Linked DNA regions of Gossypium hirsutum: all the other regions are linked to region 3. Evidence: chromatin contacts called from public Hi-C data. All regions are on one chromosome and are shown on one strand. The core of a region is the stretch at or near the end of the contact, and the rest is flanking DNA. Distances in the headings are between cores, read along the strand shown.

The links. Hi-C and Micro-C count contacts between places; a contact is called where the count stands out from the background.
Region 1: a contact with region 3 is called in a Hi-C map of leaf, with 1.6 times the contacts expected there. The contact joins the promoter of LOC107901687 here to the promoter of LOC107901694 in region 3. A contact is called at or near these places in 2 of 34 Hi-C or Micro-C datasets (both in leaf).
Region 2: a Hi-C map of hypocotyl shows a contact between it and region 3, with 3 times the contacts expected there. The contact joins the promoter of LOC107901690 here to the promoter of LOC107901694 in region 3. A contact is called at or near these places in 2 of 34 Hi-C or Micro-C datasets (hypocotyl and leaf).

The regions. Positions count from the first base shown.
Region 1 is chrD06:33,776,429-33,780,382 of Gossypium_hirsutum_v2.1, reverse strand. LOC107901687 (pentatricopeptide repeat-containing protein At1g80880, mitochondrial) reads left to right here and starts at 1,327. Exons shown (of 2, transcript XM_016827772.2): 1 at 1,327-2,054; 2 at 3,482-3,954. The coding sequence starts at 1,450.
Region 2 is chrD06:33,826,021-33,830,272 of Gossypium_hirsutum_v2.1, reverse strand. It overlaps LOC107901690, which reads right to left and starts at 1,724. Exons shown (of 2, transcript XM_016827775.2): 1 at 1,442-1,724. The coding sequence starts at 1,598.
Region 3 is chrD06:34,151,677-34,155,776 of Gossypium_hirsutum_v2.1, reverse strand. LOC107901694 (zinc finger BED domain-containing protein DAYSLEEPER) reads right to left here and starts at 2,382. Exons shown (of 2, transcript XM_016827781.2): 1 at 1,934-2,382; 2 at 1-455. The coding sequence starts at 441.

The DNA of each region.
Region 1 (3,954 bases), core at 78-2,577, 370 kb after region 3:
AAGTTGGGTTTTGATCCAGGATGGGTTGATTCAATTTTGAAATGTGTCTCGACGGTCTCATATGAGGTGATTATCAATGGCAACAGAGGGCAAACGATAATTCCATCTAGAGGAATCAGACAAGGTGACCCTCTCAGTCCGTTCCTATTTCTGTTCCGTTCAGAAGGTCTATCGAGTTTAATGCGGCTTGCAAAAGAAGAAAGTATCCTTAGAAGAGTTAAAGCAAGTCAAAGAGGACCAGCTATCTCACATTTACTCTTTGTCGATGATTGTATTTTATTTGCAGAAGCTTCAGAAAGGGGGGCACATGCTTTAAAACAGATTCTAAAGGAATATGAATTGAGCTCAGGGCAATGTGTGAATTATGAAAAATCGGCTGTTTTCTTCAATACAAACACAGAAGAGCATATAAGGGGTAATGTCTCAATGATCCTAGGAGTTAGAAGAGCGAATGATATAGAGAGATACCTAAGGCTTCCTAGTATGGTGGGAAAAAGGAAGAAAATATCTTTTCAAAGTTTGAAAGATAGACTCAAACAAAGGATTGATAATTGGAGTACAAGGTTTCTATCCCAAGGAGGTAATGAAGTTTTTATTAAAGCGATCTTACAAGCTATCCCAACGTATTCAATGTCGTGTTTTCTACTCCCTAAGACCCTATGTACGGATCTGGAAAGAATTGTTGCTAATTTTTAGTGGCGTAAGAAATGGAATAAAAAGAGTATCCATTGGTGTACCTGGGAGAATCTTTGCTTATTAAAAGAAAATTGTGGTCTTGGTTTCTGAAATTTTACGAAGTTTAATATTTCTTTATTAGCGAAACAGGGTTGGCGTCTTGTTAATTACCCAGATTCATTATTAGCTCGTGTTTTGAAATCAAAGTATTATCCCAATTCAGATTTCTTGAAAGCTCGTCTAGGAAATTTACCTTCACTTATCTGGAGAAGTGTTTGGTCTGCGAAAGATCTGCTTGAAAAAGGTCTATGCTGGAGAGTGGGTCGAGGTGATAGGATTTCCATCTGTGATGATCTGTGGTTACCAGGAAAAGAAATGGTTAGAATACCGAATCAAGAAGTGAATGGTAATTTTGAATTTGTCTCAGAGTTGATTGAACTAAGTAAAAGAAACGAGTTTTATTTTATTTTATTTTGTTTATTTATTAGGCCCAATTTATTTCTGGATAAGCACGAGTTTTATTTTACTTTATTTTGTTTATTTATTAGGCCCAATTTGCTTCTTTGTTTCCAGACTTTCTTATGTAAGGCCTTGGGCCATTCTCATTTGTTCACGATTTATTTATATAAATCCAGTCAATTTAATAAAAAAAAAGTCTTTTATAAATGGTCATAGCTACAGTCGATCAAAAATAATAAATAATAATAATCATAGCTACAAATTTTCAGAACCGAAATGGTACTCGCTTTGCTAGTTGCTTCACTCGGTATATAGATGATGGCCCTCTTTTCTCTAGCAAGAAGGCTCCAGAGAATTCACTCTCAGATCCTATCCCCATTTTTCCTTCAGCATCCTGCCACTGTTCCCTCACCTTTTCCTTCTCCCTCAGTTCACCAACTTTATTTGTTCTCTTTGGCATTTCATCAAACATTCTTCATATCCTCTCAAACACCAGTAGTGACCTCTAATTTCTCCACGCTCCAATCCCTTTCAAGCCAAACTCTAAACTACCCATTCGAGATCACTCCACCACTAAACCATGATCCTGGTCCGCAGGAACCAGCTCTTCTTCATTTGCTCAAACGGGTTGCCCATTGTAGCTCTGAAACTGAGGCCATGGCTTCCCTTGACGAGTCTGGGATCAATGCAACTCTAGGCTTGGTGTGTTCAGTGATTTGGACATTGAGAGAAGAGTGGAGACTGGCGTTTTTGGCTTTTAAGTGGGGTGAAAAATGGGGAAGTAGCGGTGAAAAAACATATGAGTTGATGATATGGGTGTTGGGAAATCATAGGAAGTTTAACATGGCCTGGTGTTTGATTCGCGACTTATATCGTTCTTCTATGGATACAAGACGGGCAATGTTTGTTATGATTGATAGGTGAGCCTCAGCTTGCTTTTCCTTTCATTGTCTAGACTTGGTTTTGTGGCTATGTTTGTTTAGCATGCAAGTGGTTGTAAATATTCCTCTGTTCTTTGGATACACAAGATTTTTCTTTACGATATTACATGTATGACACAAATACTACATCAAGGTGAAAGAGCAAAACAATGACAAAGCCCTGTATTAAGTCAAGAATAACCATCTAAAGTTGAACTTACTTGAGACTGAAAGGTCCCAAGCCTCCATCTTACTGCTTAGGCAAGGCCTCATTCGCACATTTAGGATCTTCATCAATGTGAATTAAGTTGCGAACTTAGTTATAACGTTGCTAATAAGCATAGTGATTGTGCTTGTGTATTATAAATATCTCGGTAACTCTATGTTGCAACGCTTTCTAAAAAATGTGCGCTTTTCAGGTCAATAAATCTATAATTATAAGCTTGTTGTTGGAACTAAATTCCTTGTGATCTATCCAGAGTCATTAAGGGCGCAAGGTGCACTCAAGGCACTAGAAACCTTATGTTGCTTCCGAGACAGAAGGCACAGCAAAAAAACACTTGTTTGAGTGAATACTATGCATATTTATATTTAAAATTCCTTTTTCCTTTATTTTAGCCAGTGTGCACCTTACCACGTAGTCTTAAGTTTATTGTTGAAATCACTAGAGAACTAGAGAATTTAATATTGTCCAGTTTTTACTATTAGACCTAAGAGTTTAAGGGTCAAAGATGAAAATAAAAGAAATGCAAGTGAAATTCCATCAAAGCAGCTTCTTCTTCATTTTTTTTTTTGCCTATTGCCTTAAAGAAAAGCACAACTAGGTGCACCAGACATGCATATGATCAAATATGCCTTGTCTGAAAAGGACAGGCACTTTTGTTGTGTAGCTATGGAACAGCGCTGTGACTAACACATGCCTTGACAACACTGGATCTATTTTGTTGCATTCATTCCCTCCTTCCACCCCCGTTTCTTTGCTTTTTGGTCATGTTCCCCTTTGTATTCATTTCAGTTAATTTAGTAATAGGTTGCATGGATAACAGTGTTCCAATTGATTGTTTCTGTTATAGTTTCAAAACTTCATAATTTGTTTATTTTTCTCCTTTCAAGTTCTGATTTTTGACCACTTGAGTCCTCTGCAGTTTGTCTAGTGAATTCTCCTGTATTGATGTCCTATCTTGGTGGACTGAGATCCTTGCTTCTTTTTTCTCTCACACTTTTCAGTGTGCATTTGCATTATTTTAAAACTGTTGTAAGTTAGATCTCCAAAGCAAGAAACCAAGGCTTCCTAGGGTTTCCACTGGAGTTAACATTTTACTCTCCATTATATCATTTCACAAACATTCATGCAAGGCATATAATTTGTTAACATTTTGTTCTTATATACTGTTTGTTCCTTTTTCATTTCATTTGGCGTCAATTAGATATGCAGCTGCAAGTGATCCATGCATGGCTATTCAAACTTTTCATACTATGGAGAAGTTCAGAATGAGTCCGGACGAAGAAGCGTTCAGTACCCTCCTAAAGGCTCTATGTAGATATGGCAACATTGAAGAGGCTGAAGAGATAATGCTTGTAAATAAGAAGCTCTTCCCACTGGATGCTGATGGCTTCAACATTATTCTCAATGGTTGGTGTAATGTTTTGGTTGATGTAATTGAAGCAAAGAGAGTTTGGAGAGAAATGTCAGAATACTGCATTATACCAAATGCTACCTCTTATACTCACATGATTTCTTGTTTCTCAAAAGTTGGAAATCTCTTTGACTCACTGCGGCTCTATGATGAAATGAAGAAAAGAGGCTGGGATCCAGGCATTGAGGTGTACAATTCCCTGGTGTATGTCCTGGCTCGCGAAAATTGCTTAAATGAAGCTTATAACATCCTCAAGAAAATGA
Region 2 (4,252 bases), core at 475-2,974, 320 kb after region 3:
CCACTCTTAAAACATTCAACTTCCTCAAGTATGCAACACAACATCCTGAGAGTTGGGTCAATTTGTCATCCTCGAATAACTTTCCTACAGTATTTTCACAGCAAAAGCACTACCAAACCCTTTTAATTTCGGTTGTTCAAATCATGGCAAATAAAAAGGGTAAGAAAAATGAACAAACCTATGTCAAGACAAGACCTGTATCCTATGCTTACACCCAAACCCAAGTAAGATAGCATTTAACCGCATCATTTGCATAGTACTGAACACAAAAGAAGTTCTTAGGACTGAACAAGAATTGACAAAGAGGAATAGCCTAGGACCTAGCCAATGCCAGCTCACAAAAGCATTTTTAAAGTCTGTCAAGATGTGATAAAGAAATACATATGCCAAATTCTGTCCATAAACTTTGCCTTCACAGCCTGCTAAACCGCTCAACTTGCTTATGATGTCAACTTTCTAGGAAAGAACTATATATAAACCAGCACCCATTACTGTCAAGACAAGCGTATTGCTATTTTCAAATGAGTCTCTTGATCCATGTCAACAAAAACAAACACATTCTTTATATATTTAGATTAAAGAAAATGACTTTTGAAATCTGTAAAAGAACCATCAGAATCAGAAAAATTTGACTGAGAACCTGCTGCTAACAAAATTAGTAAAAAAGAGAAGTCAGAATTCAGCTTCAATATAGTTCCTCGACAACCTCAAGTTCCATTGACTTCAATCTCTTGTTTCATTCTTCCAAACACCAGTTTTGGATAAATATAAACTCCAATAAGCAACTTCAAACAAATGCACACCAATTTGACAGATTCCTTAATGCTATGTTCAGGAATATGAAGATTCGAATTTCATTTACTGCATAAGTGAGAATGAAATGCATACATTCTACACGAACTAACTGAGATTCAATCTAATTATACATTTCAAGCTATAAAAACATGGTTTTCAAAAATCACAAATATCTATAGGACTTTCAAATTTATTACTAAGTAGACCCTTAACAAATCTATGGACTTTAAAAATAATAACGAAAGCTGCATTTCGCATAACCTACACTGTTTTATACATCCACTATTTTATATATCCGAAGCCATCAGTTGGAATTTAAGTTCCAAAAGCTACCTAAAAGATCCTTCAGAATCACTGAAATTTCCGGACCATTTCCAAAAGAAATGCAAATTCATTTACTCAAATCATGAAGGAAAATTTGTCCTCAAATTCATTTACTCCAAAACTGAAGTCAGTGATGCTATATATCTGTCTTTGCTTTTGTTCATTACATCGAGATAAATCATAAAAATTCCTCAAATTTGCAATATATTTAGAGTGAGAAACCCAAAGATACATCTAAAACCCTAACCCCCCCCCCGCCCCGCCGAACCGAAAAGTAAATGCAAAGCTGAAAAAGAAAATTGAAGGAAAGAGAGAAAGGCACCTCGGTTCATGAGAAACCAAGGGGCACCAAAAACGAGGGCGACGATGGCGATGCCAGCCATTACATGCTTCTTTTCACCGCTATATATGTAGTGTTCCATTCTCGCCCTGAATCCTCCTCCTCCCACGTTGGAGGTGGTTTTTGCTTCGTTTCCCATTTCGCCCCTAAACCAACCAATTAATTACTTAAGATTACCTCAAAATCTCCTTTCTGCAGCTTTCTCCGCTGCGGTGCTGTTTGCAGGTTTTAAGGCTTCAACTGGAGGAGTGTTTGGTAGTTAGGTTAGGATACCTCCCCTAAGTGTCAACTTAATATATCTTCACTTTTTGGGTTTTTTACAAAATTATTATAAAAAAATAAAAAAATAATCAAAATATTATAACTTTTTTTATTTACCAAAATATTATAATTTTTTTATTTATCAAAATATACAAAAAAAATAAAAAACAGAAAGAAAAAAAAACCTGACACAGCCTGATCAGGCCAATCACATTGGCGGCACCAAAGGTGCCAAAGGACTAAAATGTTAGTTAAGAGTAGTTTCAAGGACCTTATATGGAAATTTACCATTTTGAACTTTAAAAGTTAATGGCTACTGCTGTGTGCACTAAAATTAAAATATGGCTAATTGCCTTCTAAACCCTCCTTATTTATTATTTTCTTTTTATTCCCCTTTAACTCACTTTTTTATTTAATAACTCTATTTTAATTTATTAAATTTAATAGTTTATGTTTATAGATAAAATAGTTTATGTTTCCATTATTTTTTTCCTTTTGATTTAATATTAGTTAAGGGAATATATTAAATTTATAAAATTAAAATAGTTTAATTTAATAACTCTATTTTAATGTAATAAACTATTCTCATTTAATAACTCTATTTTAATTTAAAAAAATTAAATTAAACTATTTTAATTTTAATCCTTTGAATTTAATATATTCCCTTAACTAATATTAAATCAAAAGGAAAAAAATAGTGGAAACATAAACTATTTTATCTATTTATAAGTTTAATATATTCTTAATAGACTTATAACATAAACATGTTAGACTAAATAATGGAAACATAAACTATTTTATCTATTTATAAATTTAATATATTCTTAATAGACTTATAACATAAACATGTTAGACTATTTTAATTAAAATAGTCTCTTAAGATATTATGAAGCAACAAATTTTATATTTCAGTAAATTTTATATTTCAAATGAAAATAGAGTTATTAAATAAGAATAGTTTATTAAATTACAATAGAGTTTAAATGAGGATAGTTTATTAAATTAAAATAGAGTTATTACTTAATTAGAATTCTAAGTATCTTAATTATCACTTAACTAATATTAGATTTAATTAAAAAAAATTAATAGAAATACCAAGCATGCCTTATTGAAAAACCAGAAGTAATAATAAAACTGATCACCCATAAATGTAACCCAAATAGAAAAATAAATTATAATTATATTATATACTCTTAATAACTCTATTTAGTAAATTTTTTAAATAAACTATTCTCATCAAATTATCAAAATAATACATAAAATGCGAATTAGTTTATACTTTTTTAAATAGCTTTATTTTAGGTAAAATATATTTACTTTAATAATAAAATAAAGGGCCTTTATGAGTAAAATCATAGATTAAGAGCTTATTTAACTACAAAAATAAGTTGAGGGCTTGTTTATTAAATAAAAAAGTGAGTTGAAGGGGAAAAAAGAAAATAATAAATAAGGAGGGCTTAGAAGGCAATTAATCATATTTCAATTTTAGTGCACCCACACACACGGCAGCATCAATTCACTCCCAAAATTTAAAATGGTAAATTTGCATGTTAGGTCCTTGAAACTACCCTTAACTAACATTTTAGTCCTTTGGCACCATTGGTGCCGCCAATCACATTGGCACCATTGGTGCCACCAATCACATTGGCACCTTTAGTGCTGCCAATGTGATTGGCCTGATCAGACCGTGTCAGGTTTTTTTTCTATTTTTTGTTTTTTTTTGTATATTTTGGTAAATAAAAAAAATTTATAATATTTTGGTAAATAAAAAAAAGTTATAATATTTTGGTTATTTTTTATTTTTTATAATAATTTTGTAAAAAACCCCTTCACTTTTCTTTCTTTTTTACATAATAATTTATTTTTTCTCCGACTTTATAAAAAAATTATTTTATTATTTTATTTAATTTTTTATTTTTTTAACTCTTAAATTTACGTTATTTGTCAAATTAATCTAAAATATATGAAAACCTAACATCAATTAACTTTACAGAACACATCCACGTAACAACAATTAATAAAACTTTTAAATATTAAAAAAATCAAATGATATATAATTATTAAAATTAAAATATATTAAATTTATTTAAAAATAATAAAATATATGTTTTAATGTTTTTAATTTTTAAAAAATTAATTAATTACTAACATAAATAACCATGTCAACAAAATTAACAAACATTAAAATTTTCATCTATTTTAAGGTGATTAATCAAATAATACAAATCTAGAGCCGAAAAATTAAATTAAAGATAATCATTATGTCTATTTTATTTGCTATTCAAATCTCCCTCAATCTCAATAATCTAAACAACTTATCTGCTATATGTTTTAATTAAAATTCAACATATGAAAAACATGAATTACAATAGGCATCCAAAAATTTAATTTTGAAAATAATATTTACTTATATTTTATTAGAAAATATATTATTTTTCAAAAACCAATTAATGCTTATGGGTTAATTTACATGTAAGTGTACCAATTAAGCTTTGAGGGATGTGTTTTATTAAACTAGGACAGTTTTTTTTT
Region 3 (4,100 bases), core at 1,133-3,632:
AGGGTGTTCCACAATGTGGAGGGGATACTCGTGCATTATGATCATCTTAGCTATCTCATGGTTGCAGCGTTCCTGGTTAAAAGGGATGTTAGCAAATCCAGGAGTTGCTCGTTGTCTTTTTCTTGGTTCGTATGTGGCATTAGCAGTTTTAGTGTCTGATGCCTGTTGATTCCTCTGACGGCTTACCGGGCAGATTCCTAAGGCAATGTGTCTCTTGAGGTGGCTAGTTCCAGCTAGCTTTGAACCAGTAATGTAAGCAAAAGATTTCTTGCATTGATTACAGCAGGCCCTGATACATCCATCTCCTACGGTCTCCACAGTGAAATGATCCCAGACAATAGACTTCTTCCTCCTGCGTTTATTGGGCTGTACTTCGGAACTAACAAGGTCATTGTTGTCTGTAGGAGTAATAGGTGTAACCGGAATGATTGCAGTCTCCATCTCAATGTACTGTCCTGCAATAAAGATGAGACAGAAGATGATAAAGTTCCCAAAAGTCAATGAAAAAACACAAGACAGACACCATGAAGACAGCATATTGTAGTAGAAGGGAATACTACTATTGACGATACCCAAAGGAAAGTTTAGATATTCACATTAGATTCAAAACTCATAGAATAATGACAAGCTTCTTAAAATGTTTCCATTATCTACGAGACAATAGTTATTCAAATTTACAAAATAACAAACAAGAGCAGGAGTTGACTAATTTTTATGATCCTCAGATAGATATTAGTAACCAGACAAATTTGAAGAGATAGCTTAAAAAACTGAGCAATTGAATATTAAAAGGTATGCTGAGAAGCTGGCTTTACAGTGAACATTAAAACTACAGCATTCAGGTTAAAAGACAAACTTGAAATGATTCTAAGCCAAGCCTAGAATTCAAAAAGCCTTCAAGAGTCTACGGTAAACAAAGCAGATGCGTTTTAGCCAGAAAAATAATAGTTGGAATTTGATAAACACGTCAACTAGACTTGGTAACTCAAAGCTGCAAAGTCTAAAGACCAGTTTATTCCCACATCTGGACATGAAAGACAACTTAAATAAACCAAAAAATAAAAACCACTGCTCCCATATATCTTGCTAATTGGCAGGATCAAACCCAGCTTTTATATACCTAAAAATGTGGGCATGCCCAGATTGATGAGCTAACCTTATCATTACGGACCAAAAAGCCCAGTGGATATGCATAAGCAACTTGACTAAAGTGCCTTCAGCTGAAGTGAAAATCCACAGGTCCCCAACCCAAAGACACAAAAACCAAATCTCTTATTTATGTATTTATTGCCTAAGACCCCCAGTATCAACCTATTCTGGAGCACCTAAATGGGAGGAAACCTTTGTTAGCACCTACTTTCTCCACACAAGATCGAAATTAAGGAACGCTGAACTCCTTACCACTCAGTCCAATAAAAACCAAATCTCTACCTTCCACATGGACTTTGTGCTGGAAAAAACCGTCGTTTGACCATTTATAAATTGAGAAACGAGAACCCACGAAAACAGGTAACAGAAAACGACTGTTTCTCAGAGGATGTAACGAGAAAAATAAATCCTACCACACTCATCCGATGAGTTCTACCAAGAAAAAATTTTCCCATTGCAACACAAACAAGGAAATAACTATCAGTCTCACACACTAAGAAGCCCATAAGAAGCAATTACAGTGAAATAAATTACGTGGAAAAAAAAAGGCGAAAAACTGATTAGAAGATGCACATGAAGCAAAACATAAGCCAAATATAAAAACCACCAAGAAACATAATTTTGATTAACACCAAGAATAAATTTTAAAAAAAAAAGCCTCACAAAAAGAAATACTCAATAAATCCCAGATCCAAAAAACTAAAACAAACTCTAAAAGTGCAAAATTAGACATAAAGAAACAAAACCTAACATATAAATCAAGGATTAAAAAAATAGTTGATACCTCGTTGTATCACCAACAAAACCCTGAAAGCAGATCCAAAACAACAGTTTCACGGATTTAGAGGCTTGTTTTCTCCCGGAAACCGAAGGAATTAAAATAATAATATATTTGAATTTCCGGTAACAGAGGTAAGCGCAAAGGAGGAAGATGAAGGAGGAGAACAAAGTCGGTTAATTGGGCTGAAGCACCCAAAGGCAAAAAAAGGTTCAGAGCTTTGAAGCTTAAAGCTTTTGTTTGTTTGTTTGTTCGCTGTTCGAGCGAGGGAGAGAAAAACAAAACCCTAAATTGGAATTGGACCTGAGCTGGGGTAGCTAGGGCTAAAACTATATATAATCAAAAAGACCTCGAGTTTAGGCCTTTTGAATGAGAGCGAGGGGGGGGCGAAAGGGGCATTTATGAGAAAAGAAAAAGAGAAAAAATCGTAATTGGATATGGACTGACTGACTCTCTCAAGGTCCAAATTTAATTTTTCTTTTTTCATTCATTCTGTGAAGGCGGTTCCATAGTATTTTTCATCAGCCACCCACTTGGTTTAATCTTGACCGTTCCTTTTACCGTTTCATCTCGGCTTACGGTTCTCATGACTCACGGGTAGGTTAAACAATTATATTTTAATTTTCTCAGAAAATTCAAAAATCTAAATTAAACTTTTTAGATAGACCGAACCTTAGTCTAATCATCATTCATCAATGTATATTTATCTATCTATATACGGTTATAACACTCCCGACTGAACGTAATTAGGAAATGATAAAAAATATATTTATTACAATCACGTTTTCTAATTAAAATTTTAAAGTAAATAACTAAAAATAAAGAATTCAACAATCGAATCCACCAATAATTCATTCAATATCCATAAATTTTTATTTAAATATTATAGTGCTATCTCATGCATCTTATTTATAATAAATTACACATTTAACCATTCAAAACAATCAACAAATTTTAACTATAGAAAAAGTTAAATTATAATATGATGATACATGTTTTCGATTTGTAACGTTTTGGTTAGTCGTTCATTAAAATGATGAAGTGGTAAGTAAATCAATATTTTCAAAATTGGATTAATAATCGAATTTATCAGACCATCTATTTTTAGTTTAATTGATTTATTATTTAATAATATAAAATAATAATTTAAAATTTAAAAAAAAAAACCTCAAATAAACTTTGGGCTAGGCTTTGAAGTTTAATTTAAATCAGCCCACCGACTTTAAGTCATAGGCCATACCCAACATAAAGTACGAAAACCTAAAAAATTATTATCGTTAACTCTTTTCAATTCTCATTTGTCCTTTACCACCAAACCTGTCTTTCTGACTTTCTCATTTTTCAGCAGGGACGGTCGTCGAAGAAGCAGACGGCTAAAGGCGGGTGAACTGGAGGCTGAAAGCCGGAAGGTGGAGGAAGATTGGAGACTAAAGAGTGAAGAGAGGTTGAGAGAGTCAGAGAGTCAGAGAGGCCGGATGGACGAGTGACGAGAGTGGTGGTTGCCCGGGAGGGGGTGGGTCTCGGGTTGTCATAAAGTACGAAAACCTAAAAAATTATTATCGTTAACTCTTTTCAATTCTCATTTGTCCTTTACCACCAAACCTGTCTTTCTGACTTTCTCATTTTTCAGCAGGGACGGTCGTCGAAGAAGCAGACGGCTAAAGGCGGGTGAACTGGAGGCTGAAAGCCGGAAGGTGGAGGGAGATTGGAGACTAAAGAGTGAAGAGAGGTTGAGAGAGTCAGAGAGTCAGAGAGGCCGGATGGACGAGTGACGAGAGTGGTGGTTGCCCGGGAGGGGGTGGGTCTCGGGTTGTTTGTTTTTATCGGCTTGCGCAGACGAAAGAACCGGTCGGACAGGCTTTTTACCGATTTTTCAGTTCACGGTTCAAACGGTTTTTTCTAGTGTTCGGACAGATTCTCAATCTAACCGGAGGATCCAATTCAGTTTAAATATCATTGACATTAACTTAAGGTGAATAGCTAATTCTGCCTCTAAGCTAGTCAATATCGAATCGGTATCAGTTTTTTATTAGAATTTATACGTGCAGGTATTATATCGTTTTGTATTTATCAAAAATTTAAAAATATTTAAAAATATCAAATGAACGAAATTAAATAAATTTCAAATATAAAAAATTAATCAATTATATAAAATACCCTTTAATAAACTTCA